Linked DNA regions of Mus musculus: region 1 is linked to region 2. A link is a contact called in public targeted proximity ligation data. All regions are on one chromosome and are shown on one strand. The core of a region is the stretch at or near the end of the contact, and the rest is flanking DNA. Distances in the headings are between cores, read along the strand shown.

Region 1 (6,998 bases), core at 1,119-3,618, 54 kb after region 2:
CAGCCTGGGCAACACATCCAGACCATGCCTCCGGTACACAACACAGTCGTTCCCCATTAACTCCATTTCAACTCCTCTTACCTTCCACAGAGTTTTGCAAAAATTCATTTTTCTTCCTCCTATCCATCTGATTTCCACTTCTACTCTTACAGTCTGTTCCTTTCAAGGCTGCCCATGACTCCATCGCCTTACCAGAGCCATTTTTTTCTTAGTCTCAGAGCATCAGATTTGTCAGCTGTGACCTTTGAAGTTGTTTTTTTTTGTTGTTTCTGACTTGGCGCCATCACATTTTTCTGGCTTTCTCCAGTAACCGGAGGTCAGAAGAGGGAGGTCGACAGGACCGTGGGCTTGGTTCCTTGGCCTTTAAAAACATCGTCCAGATCTCTGTTCCAATTGTCTCTTTATAAGGACACCAGTCAGAGTGGATTAACCCATTCCTGAGAGCTTCCTCTTAGTTGATTGATACCTGACTCCCTTTTCCAAGTAAGTCCACATGCTGACGTTCTGAATGGTTATCAAGCAACCTTCTAGACTTTACTTTCCCTCCATCCTGCCCTTGGCCTCTGCTGAGAAAATTCATCATTTATATCACCTTACAACTGAGGATACCCAAAGGAATTTTGGAGGGACTGATCCAATAACCCAGTTGATAATATTCAGATGCTTCTAGGACCCCTTAAATTTATAAGGATCAAACTGGACTTATCTTTTCCGCAGAGCTGTTGTTTCTCATGAGTCTTTCAGTCTCAAACTGACGCCATGGGTCATTTGGCTATGGGGGTCTAGCTCACCACCACCACTACCACTGCCTCCTCCTCCTTCTCCTTCTCACCCAATTCTGTTAATTACACTGCTCCAACAGCCACCACATAGCTCCTTTTCTTTTTTCTCTGCTGTCACTTTGTACATCGATTTTTTCATCTCTTTTAGCTCGAATTCTTCATCTTCCTCATCATCGCCGTTGTCGTCTGCTTCGTCACAGCATTTCACAATGTAGCCCAAGCTGGACTCAAACTCAACAACCTTCCTGTCTCTGACTCCTGTGCTCCACCATACCTGGGAAGCTAGAATTATTATGACTAATAATGATAATAATAGCCAGCCTTTATCTTGGAATTAGTGAGCAGCATGTCCTTACATGAGAGCCTTTTTGCTTTTGCCCTTTTCAATGTATTTTGCTGGTGTTAATCTATCGGCCCCTTGTCCTACTTTGAGTGTGATAAGACACTGACAGACAGTGGGCCCGGCCATCACTCTCCCTGCTTTACTGCTTTGAGTCAAGGACTCTTATTGAATCAGAAGCTCCGTGTTCCTGCTTTATCCTGGACTGCCAGTGTGGCCCTGGGATCTGCCCATCTTGTCCCCATCAATGCTGGGTTTATAGGCACACATAGACCCAAAGCCCTGCCCTACTTTTTATGTGAGCCCAGAGGATTTGAACTCAGATCCATGTTTTCACAGAAAAAGCTCTTACCTACTGAGCTATCTCTCCAGCTCCTCCCCTCCTTCTCAACCCCTCCCACTCCCATTTTGAGACAGAGTCTTTTGTTGCCTTCTAATTTGGATGACCTTGAACTTTTGATCTATCTGACTGCATGTCCTCACACCCACTTGTCTGCTATGCTGAAGAACAAACCTAGGACGTTTTCTTACATGCTAGGTGAGCTCGCTACCAATGGAACTGTGGCCCCAGACATTATTTCTTTCTTCTAAATTTTCTCAATCCACTAGCATTGAACACAGTCAAATCTTAAGTGTTCACCAGCCACATGTGGCAAGTTATAAGGTGACAAAGACGCTGGCCATTGTTAAAATCCGGATAAATTAGCCTGACGCTTGCATAACAACTTGTCCATTTTTCTTTTTCTTTTTTCTTCCCTTCTTCCTTCCTTCCTTCTTTTTTTCTTTCTTCCTTCCTTTCCTTCTTTATTTTTTGTGGCAAAGTTCAGTGCCCTTTAGAGAGGAGGTACTTAACCAAGGTTTGTTTTTCTAATGGAGTTATTTTCATTCAGTTGAAGTTTCAGTACTTGTTTTATGTAGATAGTGGTTAAAATACCTCCCTGTAGCCAGGAATCGGTTTTTTTTTTTTTTTTTGTTAAGTCATGAAACAGAAAACAATTCATACATTTTACTTTGTTTCTCTGAAATGAGAGATGCTTTAAGAATGTGTTTGTAATAAGATTTGCCAAAATTTTTATCGTACACAATAGCTCCCTCCCCCCTTCCTTTTGGAGGATTGATGGGTGGATGAAAGTTGGGACGGAAGAACTGACAGTGGTTGAGCAAAACAACGCGGTCTGAAGAAAAGGCTTCAGGGAAGTGACACTGCAGAACACTAGAATGCTAGCTGTAGGAAGTCTCCTCTTCAGAGGATGCTGGGATTTATGTTAATTAAAGTGGGCGGAGTCTGGGAAGACTGACAGTCACAGGCCAAGTTAGAACTAGACTCCTCCAGGTGCTATTTCCTAGGATCTGTTGCTCAGGGTTTGCCCCAACAAATTATTTCTTAGGCAGATGTTAACGCCACTTACCTTTCTCTGATATTAATGCTCCCAATCTCATTATTTTAGGAAAGAAAAAGGATGTTTTCTGTAAAGTGTGTCACTTGGTTTTTTTTGTTTGTTTTTTGTTTTGTTTTGTTTTGTTTTTCGAGACAGGGTTTCTCTGTGTAGCCCTGGCTGTCCTGGAACTCACTTTGTAGACCAGGCTGGCCTCGAACTCAGAAATCCGCCTGCCTCTGCCTCCCGAAGGCGTGCGCCACCATGCCTGGCCTTTTTTGTTTTTGTTTTTATTTTTGTTTTTAATTTAGACTTTTCTTCCTTTTTTTTTGGACAGAGACTTACTTTGTAGCCCTAGCTGTCCTGGAACTCACTAAACAGAACAGGCTGGCATTGAACCCACAGAGATCTGCCTGCCTCTGCCTCCTAAGCACTGGGACTTAAGGCATGTGCTGCTATACCTGACTTCATTCCTGTTTTTTTTTTTTTTTTTTTTTTTTGAGGTAGGGACTTGTAAACTAGCCTGGGCTAGCCTTGAACTTGTGATGCTGAGGACAAGCCCCACACTTAGCCTGCACATGATTCATAATAAGATGTGAAAAACCCTTTCAACAAAAATAATTCAGTTTGAACACGGAAGCACTAACATATTAGAAATATCTGCAGAAAATCAACTGGGAAAACCCCTCAGACCATTGGGTTCACCTGAATTTGCTCTTAGGCGCAGGCAGCCAGGTTGTTCACCGTGGCCACAGAGAGAGCAAGGATCCAGACTTTTCAACACCTGTGTCAAGAGTTTTCTTTTGCTAGAAGCAGAACCAGCATTTATCAAATACTGGCTGATTGTTAGGCGATGGGTTAAACACTTTTCTCAAATTTCAACAACCTAAAAAAAAAAACCCTCCAAATAGAAAGCATTTTAGGTTTAGAGGAAAGAGCACGACTCTCTCAAATGTTCTGTTGGCATTTCCTTCACGTTCTCAAATAAAAGTGGGCAAGATTCTAAAAATAAAGGTGGCTCCCATTTCAGATTCTAAATACGCAAAAGGCTCTTGGTGGTCTCTGCCTGGCTGTGTTTTGAAAGCTACATAAATAAGCCTCAATTCCCAACAAAAACTCAACTTATTGTAGGTAGTTAAGGTTGGAAATTATCTCTCTGGTCTGCCTTGCTTTGTCTTTTGTTCATTCACTATTTCTCTTTTCTTTTTTAGTCTCTCTTTCCTTCTCTCTCTCATTCGCTCACCTCATTTCCTTCCTCCCTTCCTTCCTTCCTTCCTTCCTTCCTTCCTTCCTTCCTTCCTTCCTTCCTTCCCCCTTCCCCCTTCTCCCCTGCCCTTCTGTTTTAGAGAGTGTGGTGTTTCAAGGCAGCTTCTGTTGAGATTCCAAGCCTTCTGACTGTGAACTGTGTGAGGACCTGAACCATCTAAAGCAGTGGTTCTCAACCCTTTTGTGGGTTAAATGACCCTTTCACAGGGGTCACATATCAGATATCCTACATAGGAGACATTTACGTTATTATTCAAAACAGTAGCAAAATCCCAGTTACGAAGTAGCAATGAAACTTGGAGGGGGGGGGGTCACCACAACATGAGGAACTGTCTTGAAGGGTCGCAGCATTCGGAAGGTTGAGAACCGCTGCTCTAAAGGGAAGTAGAGGCTCCGAGTGGTAAAGGATTGTGCCTAAGGTCAACTGAATAAACTTCTAAGATCAGAAAGCTGCTGACAGGTCTGTGGAGACGGCTCAGCGTATGCCATGCAAGCAAGAGGACCTGAGCTCAGTTCCCAGAATCACGTAACCAAGCTCAGTATGGTAGTGCATGCTGGGGAAGCAAAGACAGGAGCTCCCCTGGGATTTGCTGACCAGCTAGCCTAATCATCAAGTTCCAGGACAAGTGAAAGACTCTCTCAAAACCAGGGTGGACAGCACTTAAGAAACCACAGCTGAGGTTGTCCTCTGGCTTCCACACGTGCACATGCATATGTGTGCACACACGTCCAACACACACGTGCAAAGCAACCTGAGCAGCAGTGGTCCTGTCTGACGGCTTCTGTAGGTGTCAGGCCTTTTGGTTGTTTGTTCATCCTCAAAGTCTTTAACCTCCTTTGAAAGTGTTCAGGGGCCATTGGCAGCAGTCTGGGAATGAAAAGAAAACCTCTATTCTCGTTCTGCGCTACAGAATCCCTTGAGGTGAGGGACAAGACTGCCTAAAGGTCTCACACAGAATGTGTTCTCAGAGATACAGGGGTCTTGACTTTGGAAAAATAGCAATCCACAGAGAAAGCTCAAGATGGCAGTGCTTGTGCCTGGATTTGCTTTTGGACACCCAGGTTCTCAGGCCTTCTGGGAAAACATTGCCACGGTCTTCCGGCACAGTGGCTTCCAACAGAGGCATCTCAAAAGGTATGGTGTAGAAGCAGCAGCCTCAGCAGGAGACTGGGGTGGGGGCAGGATCATACCAGAGCCCCATCTGGAAGCCTCAGTGAGAGAACCTGGAAGCAGGGATGGACCAGAGGCCCCTTAGCAACCTGCACCGACTGTCAGCTCTGAGCCCGGCCTTAGAAGCAGCACTGACATTTGTTCTTCAGAGACAGCTAGTTGATGGAGGACACTACTTGGAACTGGGCTAAGACAGCATGCTTTTGATGTCACCTTGTATGATGGGAAAGAATGGGCTCCCATGATACCAACCTCCTACCTAGATGCAAGACCACTATAACTCTCGAATCACATTAAAGTAATAGAATAACCTGTGGTCGAATTGCTTACTGTTTATAGCCCTACTTCCCCCACCCCCATCCTACCTAGAGGTTTAGTCAAACAGACTTAACCTTAGTGGAAAACTTTGATGCCCTAAATTCCTGGAGGAATTTGATGGACGTTAAAGCTGATGTATGCTTTTGGAGATTCGACACCAAGGAGCCTGGCAAGCAGAATACTGCGTGAGGTTAGCAAAGTTAGTGGGGTACAGAACTGGGAAGCTAGCCCAACCATAAGCACCTGCCATGCAGTGCCAATCCTGGAGTTTGGGTCCCCAGCTCACATGTGAATGCAGGCAGTGTCCAGGAGGGGAGCAAGCTGGCAAGCCACATGAGCCGAACTGGCAAGCTCTGGCTTCAAGCAAGAAACCAGACCTCAATGTAACAACACGGAGCGTGATCAGGGAAGACCCTCTGTGTCAGTTTCTGACCTCCACATACATGTGCCTGTATTTGTGGAAGTACATCAGAACACACACATACTACTATACATACAACCATACAACCATACAACCATTCAACCATACATACATACATACATACATACATACAGGCACACACCACGCATATTAAAAAAGTGGGGAAGAGTTAGTGGAATGTTCACCAGATCTTAAGACTAAACCCCAGTTCCTACATGGGATCTACAAGTCCTGTAAGCTCTGACTTCCCCTGACTTTCCAGCCTGGTGACATTCCCTCTGTCTCTTCATTCATTTGATTCCTCAAAGGCAGAGACTTTCCCCAGCACAGAGCCTGCCTGTCCCGCCATAGCTTGTCCCCTGGAGCTCTTTGCTTTGTTCTTACTTTGCCTAGATGATTCAGGCCTCAGCATTGCATCATAGCTTAGATCTCTGATGGCTCCCTCATCAAAAAAGGGACCACTCTGTCCTTGTCAGAGGCTGAATAGTGTTTGGGTTGTACATTTATTTGTCTCCCTACATATGCTGGAAAATTCTAAGTTGTGAACTTTTTTTTCCCACACGTTTACCATTATTTCCTGGCATATATTGGGAATTCAGAGAGGATTTGCTGTGTAGGGGCAAAGGTAGGTACTCAGTTGGCAAGCTGAATTTGATCCCCAGCACCCAAATAAAAGAGCCAGATGTAGTGGCCTGTTTTTAATATCAGCAATGGAGAGAGAAAGAGACAGGCAGATAGATCCCTGCTTGGGGCTCATTGGTCAATCCTAGACCTTGCTTCAAAAAACAAGGTAGATAACATCAAAAGGACACCTGAGGTTGACCTCTGGTGTTCACACTCATGCGGGGGCATGTATGTCTGTCTGTACACGCACATGCCCACGGACACGGATACACACATATGGATGTGGAAAAGTTACTAGTACTGAAATAAAATTTAATGAAAAAAGAAGTTACACTGGTTAGTGAAGGAATGAGTTGATGTGTCACCTGAAACGTCCCAGGACATTCTCCACTTAGTGGGTGTTTTGTTGTTCTGAGACACAGTCCTGCCCTCTGTCCCAGGCTGGCCTTGAATTCGATCCTCCTGCTTTCCCCCCTCCAGAGAACTAAGATTCTAGATGTTTACCACCACACATGGCTTTTACTGGTTGTTTATATATGACACAACCTACACAAATACTCGGTGAAATCGCCCCTTTGACCCCATTTCGGCAATGTGGAATCAGCTATCTGTCTCTAGGTAAGTTGGCATTAATTCCAACGGGTGTTTATTTAGACTGAATAGGCCTCTTTAGTGGCTCAATTAAGAACACCACCTTGCC
Region 2 (6,538 bases), core at 439-2,938:
AGAAAGAAACCTCCCAAGGTTCAGTTCTCCAGGTATTCAGAAGTCTACTCTCTTTCCAGCCCTGCCCGAAGTTAGTTAAACTTGTTCTCCTTTTTATGGTTCACATAACAGGGTGAACACACGGAGATATAGCCTTACCAGCCCCCAAGGTTTTAATTCTAATAGCGGCGCTTCACACTCACTGGTTTGTTTGTGCTAATTAACGGCTTTTGTCTGTCATTATTCTGAAAGATGTCCGTGACTCCATCCCCAAGCAGTTAGGAACCTTTATGTCAAGTCCCAAACGGGACAGGTGAGAAAAGCCCAGGGCAATAAACTGACAGACTCAACTCAAGTGCTCTTCTGACTTGGAGTCACTCACACCCTAGGCTCCTTGACACCTACCTATCTTTCAAACATTATTTCCTTTGGGAAGACTTTTCCTTTTTCAAAGTGACTCTCTCCTTTACCCGAAAGGAGGGGCTGGAGCTCCTTAAGGTTTCGACCCTTACACACGATTTCTCCCTAGTAGATGTGACTGTGTTCGTTTCCTGCTTCCACCAGGGCAGAGACTGCCTCTCTCGTTTGCTAATGACACACAGTAGTTGCTCAAGAAAATAAGGTGTGAAGTGAAACTCGGACCCAGGTCCTCTGGCTATTTCGCCTTCAGTCCCACTGCAGCTGAAGATTAATTCCAAAGGATAAAACTAAATATCTCAGTTGAAAAAAAAAAGCCAGGGAGTTTTTCTACTAATAGAAGTCCTTAGCAGAAACTGCCCAACTCAAGGTGTGGTCACCCCAGGAGGGCGTCAATCAAGAAAATGCCCCTTTGCCCCAGAGGCGAGTGAAGCCGCACAGAGCTGAGGCCACACTGAGCAGCGCACCACGGCTTTGAATAGAAAACACGTGTAAAACCTCAGAGGCCGGCTAAGCGCAGCTGTGTCCTTCAGGGCCTGGGGACAGAGGTCCAGGAGCACCTCCCACCCCCATTGGATCGAAGAACACTGCATAGCCTCTGTCCTGCGCCATACGATTAAGGTTCTATCTTGATACCGGTCTGGAGCAGATTCCGTTAGCATCCAGGGAGGTGGCCGAGCTAGGGGGTCCTCAAATAGGTCTGGAACACCTGCAGCCTCGCTGTCAGTACCCGTCTGGGACTAGGACGCAGCCAACGGCTTGGGTCTTCTCCTTGGAGCGCCGAGCTGCGGAGGTCCCCCGTTCTAGACAGTGCCACCGTTACCCCAAGAAGCGCAGCCTTCTGGCCGCCCGAAGGTGCCATCCTGCCGGCGGCCTCCTGGCCCGCAGAGTCCCATCGCTTCTCCAGGTTCCAGAGGCTGCCCGAGTTTCAGCAGTGGCGCCATCCCGTCAGGATCCGCGCCCCGCGGCGCACGTCTTGTGACCTCCTCTTCGACGGTCGCAGTCGCTCGCTAGGTGCCTGGAACCTCTGGGGGCGCCTGCGGCGCAGGAACACCCTGGCGGAGGGTCCCCGGAGCCCCACAGCCCGTGCGTCTCGGGGGCGGGAGCTGGGCCGGTGGGGGCGGATCGGCGCGGGGGTTAGTGGGGGGCGGAGGCGAATCTGAAGCCAGCGCCATTGGCCGCAGGGCCTGGCGGCAGGAAGGGGACCGAGCGCGGCCCCACCCCGCGGCTGCCCGAGCCTATCGCCTGGAGCGCAGAGCGCAAATAAATGTAGCGCGGCGCCGCCGGCCGGCAGCTCTCTGCGAGGGGCTGCGGAGCGGCCATGCAGTTCCCGCACCCGGGGCCCGCGGCTGCGCCCGCCGTGGGAGTCCCGCTGTATGCGCCCACGCCGCTGCTGCAGCCCGCTCACCCGACGCCCTTCTACATCGACGACATCTTGGGTCGCGGGCCCGCCGCCCCCACGCCCACTCCCACGCTGCCGTCCCCCAACTCCTCCTTCACCAGCCTCGTGTCCTCCTACCGGACCCCGGTGTACGAGCCCACGCCGGTCCACCCCGCCTTCTCGCACCACCCGGCCGCCGCGCTGGCCGCCGCCTACGGCCCCAGTGGCTTCGGAGGCCCTCTGTACCCGTTCCCGCGGACGGTGAACGACTACACGCACGCCCTACTCCGCCACGACCCCCTGGGTAAGGCGGCCGGGGCCGAGTGAGGGCGTCCGTGAGGAAGGCGCTCCCGGCGGGTGGCAGCGCGCGGGAGGCGGCAGGGGCGGACGGACGGGAAGCGCAGTGGAAAAGTTGCGGCGAGCTCTCGGAGCGAGCGGCTCGCGGGTGCATGCGGGGCCCCGGTACTGGGAAGCTCGGCGACTCAGATTGCTTTTCCTGCACCTTGCAGACGTCGGGGCAAGCGTAGTCGGGAGAGACCTGGGGCTCCCGGGGAGGTGGAGGAGGGCGGCCCTGGCCACGCGTGTCGCCCCGGGGTGGGTGGGGGACTCCCTTAGCGAGCGGCCCGGAGAAGAGGACGTCGGGGCGCCCTGAGCCTGGCCCCTGCAGGGCAGGGAGAGCTGCCTGCCCGGGCGGTTCCTGGGCTGGGCTTGGTTCAACAAGCTTGTGCAGTGAAGGAGCCTGACCCTTTCCGTTCATACAGGAAATCTTGAGTTCTCGATAGGAGTAAATCTGGTTTCTGAAGCTGTTAAGTGTTTTCCTGGCTGCATGAAGCAGACCCTTCCCCCGGAGTAGTGCACGCTGCTGATTATTTTATCGACATCCTCAATACAGACAAATTCAGGAAACACTCGACGTCTGATAGCCAGGATCCGTTTTTCTGATATTGTTCATTTCCTCTGTGTGGGATGTGACTTTATGGCAGCTAAAATAACCAGTTGCTTCCTCTCTGCCTCTCCCGCCACCCCCCACCCCCATCTTTGGAGGCTGTTTTGCACCAAGTCTGAAGCCTGACGCAAGCAAAATCTCGGGGGGAAAAAAAAACAATGCCAACTTTCAAAATGTTTAGGTGTAGGTCTGTGGACATAGGGACGGACGGACGGACAGACGCACCACCATCAATTTGGAGAAGGAAAGTGCAGACCCCGAACAAATACTAAGGGCTACACGTTGGCAATTTGGGATTTTCGAGGCTTGTCCTCACAACATTCCTAAGAATAAATACGCGATGGTGACCGGGTTCAGGGCCTCAGCCTCTGAACCAGTGGGGTCTAGAGTGAATAAGAGGGGGCTCCAGAGTTTAAAGTCAACAGTTTGGCAGCTTAACTGGGGACCTGGGAGACAATTAACATTTTAATGAATTGGCATTTTAATGCCAGAATTATTAAGAGCCGCCTCCAGCGCTCCTCTCTTCTCACCGCTACAGGGATTTGGGGTGTGAGTGTTATAATTTTGTACATAAAATTTGTATTTAAATTTTTCAGCGTGCAGAACATGAGTGTGACCGGCCGCAACTCTGTACCCTCTGGGGCAGGAGGGTACAACGTTTTCACATAGCTCGCCCTGGTTTCCTTGGGTTTCTGCTAGGCCTGAGCAGAAGGAAGCAAATTTTTTTTTTTTTTTTTTTTTTTTTTTGAGACAGACCAACAGGAAACACATTGACGGAAATGTTGCCATAGCCCACGGGGTGGCTTTAACTGGCCGCCCCCGCAGGCCGAGTGTGAAATCAGAGGAGGCCCGGGCGCTCTCCAGCCACTTTGGAGGCCCCACTCGAGGCCTAACACCCGCGCCCTGTGAGCGCTTCTGTGCGCCCAGCAGGCCTTGGGAAGTGCTCTCATAAAGAGCGCACCCTGAGTCTTTTGCAAAAGTTAGTGCATACAGAAGAGTCGGTTCGGTTAAATAAGATAAGGTTTAAGGCCAGCAGGGGTTCTTGGGGGTTGAAAAGATTTGTTTGCATTTAGCCACAGGTGTGCTGGGCGGGTAGTGCCGTGTCTTGAGTATCCAGAGCTGGTCTGGGTGGTAGAACGGCTAATCTGACTTTGTGTGCATTGGTGAGGAGTGTGGAAACATCCATTAACCTGAGCATGTATGTGATAGGAACATGGTTGCGTTCTGGATCGTGTCACTTGGGACCAGGTAGATCTGGGAACTGTTCAGAGGGTGCCGGGGCCTTGGTTAACCACAGCTCTTCTGGCCCACAGGCAAGCCCTTGCTCTGGAGCCCCTTCCTCCAGCGACCTCTGCACAAAAGGAAAGGCGGTCAAGTGAGGTTCTCCAACGACCAGACCGTCGAGCTGGAGAAGAAGTTCGAGACTCAGAAATACCTCTCCCCACCCGAGAGAAAGCGTCTGGCCAAGATGTTACAGCTCAGTGAGAGACAGGTCAGCTTCCCCTCACACCCAAACACACCATCAGGCTTCCATGGAGCTAGCGGAAAAAAGCCACTACTGTAAGCCACTACCGCGCACTGCCGGCGCATTCTGACCCCGGCCCAGCTGCAGGGCCCCATAGCCCCGGCCCCTTCTCCCCAGGTCCCCCGGGATTTGGGACTTTCTTGCGAACCTGTTTTCTTTTCTGTAGGTCAAAACCTGGTTTCAGAATCGCCGAGCTAAATGGAGAAGACTGAAACAGGTATCGACATGGCTCTGTTTCTATGGAAATAAATGTTTGTATCATGTTATCTAAATGCGGAGCCCTGTTATGGGTTGTATGCAAAAGTCATTTGAGAGACTATTTAACCTCTTCACCTTGATTAAAAAAGCAAATACTCCTGCCGAAATTCAGGATGAGTTGCTCAGGTGTCACTAATGCTAAAAGCCACCTAATGCAGTTCCTATATCCATTATGCCAGGGCTTCACACACTGGCCAGTAAACCCGCCTGGCTAATTGTTTTATAAACCCCATATGTTGTTTATCTCATTAACGCAGGAAAGATAAAGTAATTGACAGTAAATGACTTAAGTAGTTATCTTTGGGAGAAAATTGTTTCTTTTATTTACACACCCATAATAAAACCAGGCAGGACTCAAGGGTAAATATAAAGACACAAACACCTTTAAGTCCTATTTGCACTTTTTAAGAAAAAAGACTTAAATATCAAAGAGTTCTAAAAGTTATTACCCATCCTCTGCCAGCTGTTTAAAATGAATATGAAACCCACAAAGAAATGTCCACACCTGTTTGGAAAGTAACTTAAACTCCCGATAGTCTTTCAATGACCTTGTTAAGAAATACGCGAGAGAGGGGAAGGGCCAAGTCACCCTCCAGAGCAGCCCTACTGACTTAGAGCTAAAGATTTGCTTTTGCTGTCCCAACCTGGATGTTTCCAGAGTCATCGGACAACTGCTGAATGGTTCATTTGGCAGAGCTTCAAATAACAGTTAAAATGGTTTGAAACAAAACAGTTTAGTAATGAGGAAAGCTTAATGTAGATTTTAAATTGTATTGCTCATGCTTTTTTTATATCTGTATATATTTTAAATGCTGTCCCAAAGAACATTTTGAAAGAACAAAATAACTTCCTGGGGCGTCATCGTTCTTAAATATTTGAGGATTCCCTCTCTCTAGCCATGTACATCCTTAGCAGACTTGGTGACTGGAGAGTGACAGTGTTTCTAGAAAATATTTACATTCATATTCGACGTCTACATACTTAAAAATCCACTGGCTGGACTTGGCTTGGAACTAGTTTCCCAAGGACTTTTAAAATAGTGCTTTCTATGTAATATGGAAAAAAATATTTTTTCCCAGAATTTTTTGCCTAGATTTTAAGCAAATTGCAAACTCTTTTTATCAATATTAATTTTGGTTCTGTGATTTTTTTTTTTTGCCATGATTTTGTAATTTGGTACCTATTTATGTATGTGTGTTCTCGTAAATTTACTTGAGAAAACAAATGGAAAAGGATTCAATTGAATCATTTTGCAGCCTCTTAATTTAGTTCATGTTGTTGGTCTCTTCTTCCTCCTCCTCCTCTCCTCTTCCTCCTCCCCCTTGTCCTTCTTTTTTTTTTTTTTTTTTTTTTTTTGGTTTTTTTGAGACAGGGTTTCTCTGTGTAGCCCTGGCTGTCTTGGAACTCACTTTGTAGACCAGGCTGGCCTCGAACTCAGAAATCACCTGCCTCTGCCTCCCAAGTGCTGGGATTAAAGGCGTGCGCCACCATGCCCGGCTTCGTCCTTCTCTTTTTTAGGGGGTTAGGTTTTCGTGTAACAAACCCAGCCATTTTAATGATTGTTCTTTTAAAATGCTAGAAGACCCTGTTTGGGGTGATATCTAAAAGCATGAGAGCTGCGCTGTCTGAATTGAACTGAGGGTTTTTGTCTTGTTTTGTATTTTTCTCTCCTAAACTTCTGCAAATCTTGAACCCACTGGTCTGTGTTAAGTATATAATCTCTCTCTGGTGTGACTTCTTCCCTCTTCTTTCAAATGGGGAAACGAATCACAAGTGTATCTTCTTAGGAAAAAGATTTTAACGAAGAAAACAGTTGGTAAACTAGACTTTGTAGGCGTGGTAAAGGCTGAAAAAAACCAAAACCAAAACCAACTTTGATTGTTATGTCTCTGCTCTCACCAACTGCATCTTCATCCCATCGCCAGGAGAATCCTCAAAGCAACAAAAAGGATGCGTTGGACAGTTTGGACACTTCCTGTGAGCAGGGTCAAGACTTGCCCAGTGAACAGAATAAAGGTGCCTCTTTGGATCG

Evidence for each region.
Region 1: a targeted proximity ligation map of the HPC-7 cell line shows a contact between it and region 2, with 11 times the contacts expected there. A contact is called at or near these places in 10 of 39 promoter capture datasets (3T3-L1-derived adipocytes, the C10 cell line, the HPC-7 cell line and 5 more), 41 of 484 Hi-C or Micro-C datasets (the 63-12 cell line, B cells, the Ba/F3 cell line and 26 more), 22 of 130 datasets of targeted methods (the 230-238 cell line, the G1E-ER4 cell line, the HPC-7 cell line and 12 more) and 3 of 9 other capture datasets (adipose tissue, liver and macrophages).

Annotation. Positions count from the first base shown.
Region 1 is chr19:37,486,718-37,493,715 of GRCm38.p6, forward strand. Gm32294 (a long non-coding RNA gene) reads left to right here and starts at 6,882. Exons shown (of 3, transcript XR_386679.2): 1 at 6,882-6,916.
Region 2 is chr19:37,433,153-37,439,690 of GRCm38.p6, forward strand. Hhex (hematopoietically expressed homeobox) reads left to right here and starts at 1,689. Exons shown (of 4, transcript NM_008245.3): 1 at 1,689-2,081; 2 at 4,037-4,215; 3 at 4,415-4,465; 4 at 6,432-6,538. The coding sequence starts at 1,718.